2 separate regions of the Mus musculus genome follow, and region 1 is linked to region 2. A link is a contact called in public Hi-C data. All regions are on one chromosome and are shown on one strand. The core of a region is the stretch at or near the end of the contact, and the rest is flanking DNA. Distances in the headings are between cores, read along the strand shown.

Region 1 (2,857 bases), core at 190-2,689, 560 kb before region 2:
GAGCTGTTTGTTGTTGTTGTTGTTTAAATTTATTTATTTTTTATTAGATAGTTTCTTTATAGGCATTTCAAATGCTATCCCGAAAGTTCCCTATACCCTCCCCCCACTCTGCTCCCCTACCCACCCACTCCCACTTCTTGGCCCTGGCATTCCCTTGTACTGGAGCATATAAAGTTTGCAATACCAAGGGGCCTCTCTTCCCAGTGATGGCCGACTAGGCCATCTTCTGCTACATATGCAGCTAGAGACATGAGCTCTGGGGGTACTGGCTAGTTCATATTGTTGTTCCACCTATAGGGTTGCAGACCCCTTCAGCTCCTTGGGTGCTTTCTCTAGCTTCTCCATTGGGGGCCCTGTGTTCCATCTTATGGAGCTGTTTGTGATCCCAGTTGTTAACACTGAATTTTATCCCAGTTGGTTCCTGCCAGTCCTTCCCTGTTTGCATTCCTCTGTTTTGCATAAGAATCCAGTAATCTCTTTGCACCTTGCCGGTATGTTACAAAACTTCCCTATTTTCTTCTGTATAAAAAGTTTGATACTCAATTTAACAAATTACACACAGACACAGCATACTCCCTTGTGTCCTGTCTGTTTGTCATCCCATTTTCACCGACTCTATGCCCATCTTTCTGAGACCCTAATTCCCACAGATTGAGGGGGGCCGACTGAGCCCGGTCCATGGCACATGAGTATCTTTCTGGAAATAATTTCAAAATATCCTGTTCCATATGTATCCTTATAATGCAGAATAATGCCAAGAAGTTGAAGGACTAGGATGTAACTTGCCAAACACATCTTGCCTTAAGCAGTTCAAATGAAAGACTACTGTTTAGAATTCTATAATTGTATTATAAAACCCATGGTGACCACTGAATCAATGGATAGATGTCACTTTGAAGGAAAGCATGAGCAAAAAAATGTTATTCTTTTTCTGCACATGTGTGTTTATGATATACATCATAATTAGTAATTAGTGTCATTGGTTTAAAAATACTGCTTTAAAATCCATTTCTTATATTGTCTATACACACTTTGTTGCTTTTTCTACGTATTAATAATTAAAATAAGAAAATAATACTAAAGCAGTACAGGATTCTAGTGTTAATATGTTAATATCTAGGAACTAAGCATATCTTAAACTCTCCTTCTACTGCTCTGAATGGAATTTGCTGAGGTTAGTGAAAATTTACAGATTGAAAGATGGGAAAACATACCGTTTACTGACATGTGTATGTCCAAGAGCCATACGAAATCTGAATGACTTGCAAAGAAGGGGCCATATGGACTCTGTCTGCACTTGAGGGGAGAAACAAGAACAGAGTGTTTTCAACTCTGAAGGATTTTCTGAAACCTTTCATTACTTCTAATTCAGAAGTACTCACCATGCCAAAGCACCATGCTGGGAGTTATGGATTTCTAAGACTTAACAGCAAAATGTAATGAAAAGTGCAGGGCTTCTCCATCTACAGTCTGTCTGCCTGGCACAGTCTCCCTCCTCACCAGTTTCCTGTGCCAGAGAGGCACATTTGTCACCCGTGATGATCCCACCCTGGCACATCACCTTTGCTCCAAATGTGAAGTTCATTTGCTGTTGTACATTCTATGTGTTTTGATGAATGTATAATGACTTTGTGCACCACTGTCGTATCATATAGAATAGTTTCACTGCCACAAACTCCACCTATTAATCCATTATGTCCTAATCCCTGGCAATCAACAAACTCCTTACTGATTTCTCAGTTTTATATTTTCCAAACCATCATAGAGTGAAATCGTGTAGTATATACTATTTTTACATATCTATTTCTTTCACCTAATACCATGCATTTAAATTCATTTCTGAACTTGTTTACAGCTCAATACGTGTATCTTTTTAGCATACAGAAACTTACTCTACCTAGGCAAAACCACACAGTTTATTTTTACAATTACTTACCAAAATTCATTTTGATTGCCTAAAAGTTAGCACAGTTTTAAATGCTATTTCTTTAAATCGCTGTGAATAGTTTTCTATGTGAAATACATTCATTTATATTTCACTTGTTTGTGTAAGTATTAAAGGGTAGAATTACTAGATGACATGGTAAGAACTGGTCATATGTTTATCTCATAAACTGTGTTTTAGTCTTGCTGTCTTAGAGCTGTATCCCAGTTTGTCACAAATGCAATTCCTTTTGCTTCACATCCTTGTCAGCATTTATTGCTGTCAGTCTTTGATGTTTAGCCATTCTAATAAAGAGATAATAGTGATTCATTAGTATTTTAATTCTGGTTAACCTATTTGCTAAAGTTTTACTGAATTTAGTTTCAGCTATACAATTTTTTAATTTACATTTCAAATGTTGCCCCATTCCCGGTCTCCCCTCTGTAACCCCCCAATCACATCCCGCACCCTTTGTCTCTAAGAAGGTACTGTGCTACCAATCCACCCACTCCCGCCTCACCCTCCTAGCATCTTGCTTTGCTGGGCCAACAAGCCTCCACAGGACCAAGAGCTTCCCCTTCCATCGATGCCAGACAAAGCAGTCCTCTGCTATATATGTAGCAGGAGGCCCGGACCAGCCCATGTATACTCTATGGTTGGTAGTTTATTCCCTGAAAGCTCTGAGTGATCTGGTGAGTTGATATTGTTGTTGCTCTTATGGGAATGCAATCCCCTTCAGCTCCTTCAATTCTTCCCTATCTCTTTTATTTGGATGCCCTGGATCAGCCCAGTGGTTGTTTGTGACTATTTGAATCTGTCTTAGTCAGGTACTAGAAGAGCCTCTCAGAGAACAGCTCTACCAGGCTTCTGTCTGCAAGCAGTTCTTGGCATCAGCAATAGTGTCTGGGTTTGGTGTCTGTGGATGGGATGGAT
Region 2 (2,915 bases), core at 24-2,523:
TTTAGCAGGGAAAAATATGGCTTTTGACAGAATTCTTATCAACTGAAGCATGAGAGGTATGCTATTTGTACATTTTGGGAGCTTCACAATATCAAATCTTACTCACTTGGTTGCTCTTCATTCTCTCTCTCGACACATTCCCAGACCTCACAGCTGCCTCCTCCTGGCTTTGAAAAGAGTGCTAACTTCTCAGGAGCAAGATCTAGGCCTGAAACTCTTGTCTGTTCCATGCAAGTTTTATGGAAGTAAAATGGAACTTGGTGAGCACTTTAAATCTAATTCTTCATCGGGGAAAGTCTGGGGACATCAGAGATCCATGCTATGGAATGGCTACAAGTCAATGAAGACAAAGCACAGAATATGCACAGACTCTCCTCCTGTGATGGAAGTTGGGCATAGTGCATCTTTAGAAAGCCTCAGCCTGTCATCTTTTTAAGGTTAATGTGGAAATTTATATATCTAAACATACATATCAGTTTTGCATATCATGATTGCTGCTATTGTAAGAAAAACTGCATGTTATTAGTACTACTAATTACCCAAGATATTTAAATATTTACAAAATTGCCTGAAGAGTTCAAATAATCAGTAAATATTGCTCACATTGAGAAGGAAAAAAGGGTTTTCCTGAAATTTTACTATAGGGAAATATTATTTTGAAACAAGTAAAATTTCACTAATAGTTGAATTGAAAGTTAGTTCTCAGGAAATCACAAAGTAACAAGTAAAGAGTTTAGGAAACAATCTAGAAACCATCTCTTCCACCCAGAATAACTTTCCCTAAAACAAACAAACAAAAAACGAAAACAAAACAAAGAAACTTTCAGGTGGCATACATTAGTGATTTAGTGTAGTCCCAAACTGTCTTTCCATGTGTTTAACCTCACTTCTCAATGACCCCTAATGGAAGGTTCTAAAAGACCTTCACTATACTAGTAAAGTCACAGAAACTACAAAAACTCAATTGACTCACACTCTGCTTTGAACTCTGGAGCTGAAATAAGATAAAGAGATGATGGGATTTCAAAGTTAGCACTGAGAGAATAGAGCTCATTTACTTGACTGACTTGAAAATTCAAAGCGCCACCTTTCCACAAGAATCTTGCACCCTGCTTCAATTTGCCTACACATCTAAAAAGTCATTTATTCAGACTGCTCAGCTGCTGAACACTCAGGTATTAATTACTAAAGTAGCAATTGCCCGATCCAGTAAACCACTGTAAGTTGTTGAGCCCTGCTGAGACACAGATGGACAAACTGTATGTGGTAGCAGAGTGAGTTTTACTGAGGTCAACAAGAAATCATATATCAGCAAGGTCTTAGACCTGAGAAGGGCCAGTGTTAATTGAGGCTAGTCCCACTGGAAATAAGAGGGCTAAGTGGCCTACCATATACCCTTAGAACATTAATTTAGTTTAAGGTCACAGAATTAAATGATTCACAACTGCTCTCTCAATTCCCCTTGGTATTTGTTCAGTCGCTGTTGCGTAATTAAGTGATTTAGAACTTTTTCCTCCTTCTTTCTCTCTGTGAATTATTTGTACCAGATTGTAAACTTGCTGTCAGTTCTCAGGCTTAGAGACCCAGCATTCTATTCGCTTCAGGGTTCCCTTTGGGGCTAAAAGTCAAGCCATAAGCTAAAGTCTAAATGAAATAAAATGTTTCTTTGTAAACAAATCACTGCTAAAAATTTGGAAGTCAGTGGGTTCAATTTAAAAATCATCTAAAACACACTAAACATAATGTTCTTATTTTAATTATGTCTAAGTTGGGGCACAGGAAGAGGTATTAATTGAAAATCAGTGTGCATAAGTGTACCAGAGCCACAGAGGACAGAGCTATCAAATCACCTAGAGCATTACAGGATGCTGACAGCTACTGCACACAGAGGAACTGACCCTGTGTCCTTGTAAGAGAGTAAGCATCCCTAACCACGAAGCCATCTTTCCAGCCCTAATTAAAATATTTGTAAATTAAAATTAACAGATAATTCAGAATTTATAGGATCTTTAGATGGTTGCTGTGCACATATTCCCAAAAGGGAAGTTCACTATACCATATTTTTCTCCTGGGTTCATAACTGCATTATCAAAGTCATGAAATGGCTTTGCCAACGTCACACAGTGACCGGACTTGAAGGTAGCTCAGATACGGAGTCCTACCCAAAGTTTAACATGAGGAACATATATACTAACATTAGGAAACGTGTTAGAAATTCAGATTCCCAGGCCCTCCTCCATTATGCTAAATCATATCCACGTTGTACAAGACACACTGATCTGTAGCAGAGTATCAATTTTCTTAGTGATCTGTTGGCAAAACAATGTAGCCGTCGGTTGAATTAATCTAGAACATAACCAAAATCTAGGAAAACTGAAGAAAGCATTTTAATCCTATGCTGGATAATTTCAATTACAGCTTTTTGTTGTTAGCTTCTGTAGAAGTAATTCATGAATGCTTTCATGATTAAAATGATATGTGTGTGTGTGTGTGTGTGTGTGTGTGTGTGTGTGTGTGTGTGTGTGTGTGTGTGTGTGTATACATATACGTAGAGGGTTATGTACCTAGTTTTCTACAGAACTGCCCATTCCCTGGGAAAACAGAAAAACTCTAGCCCAGTTATTTCTCAACACGCATACGGAGTGTCATTAAAAGCACACTAGCGCCACCTGCTGAAGCAGTTGAAGGAAAGTTAGCAAAGCGTTCTGCACTTGGATGCATTCCAACCAGGTATTTTCATTAAAATTTTAGTGCTGAGTAATCAGTTTTTCCGAGTCCTGACTCCTCTCCAACTTTGAGCAATTCGAGCAACATAATTCTTATGTTTATGATACTCTAAGAGTATCTTCATCTTGCCTCGCTATACCACAGGGGAAAGAGTTTAAAACCTGCTTCAACATAAAATACCCTATACC

The links. Hi-C and Micro-C count contacts between places; a contact is called where the count stands out from the background.
Region 1: a contact with region 2 is called in a Hi-C map of cerebellum, with 2.1 times the contacts expected there. The contact joins two enhancer-like sites. A contact is called at or near these places in 3 of 484 Hi-C or Micro-C datasets (cerebellar granule neurons, cerebellum and embryonic stem cells).

The regions. Positions count from the first base shown.
Region 1 is chr5:68,812,038-68,814,894 of GRCm38.p6, reverse strand. No RefSeq gene overlaps it. Among named protein-coding and RNA genes, the nearest start is that of Gm23605, 250 kb to the right of the region's middle. Within about 2 kb of position 1,439, at least 1 of the 459 cell types and tissues checked has an H3K27ac peak or open chromatin away from gene starts, as enhancers often do. A contact at or near this core is called in cerebellum, where this site is marked.
Region 2 is chr5:68,252,634-68,255,548 of GRCm38.p6, reverse strand. No RefSeq gene overlaps it. Among named protein-coding and RNA genes, the nearest start is that of Grxcr1, 220 kb to the right of the region's middle. Within about 2 kb of position 1,273, at least 2 of the 459 cell types and tissues checked have an H3K27ac peak or open chromatin away from gene starts, as enhancers often do. A contact at or near this core is called in cerebellum, where this site is marked.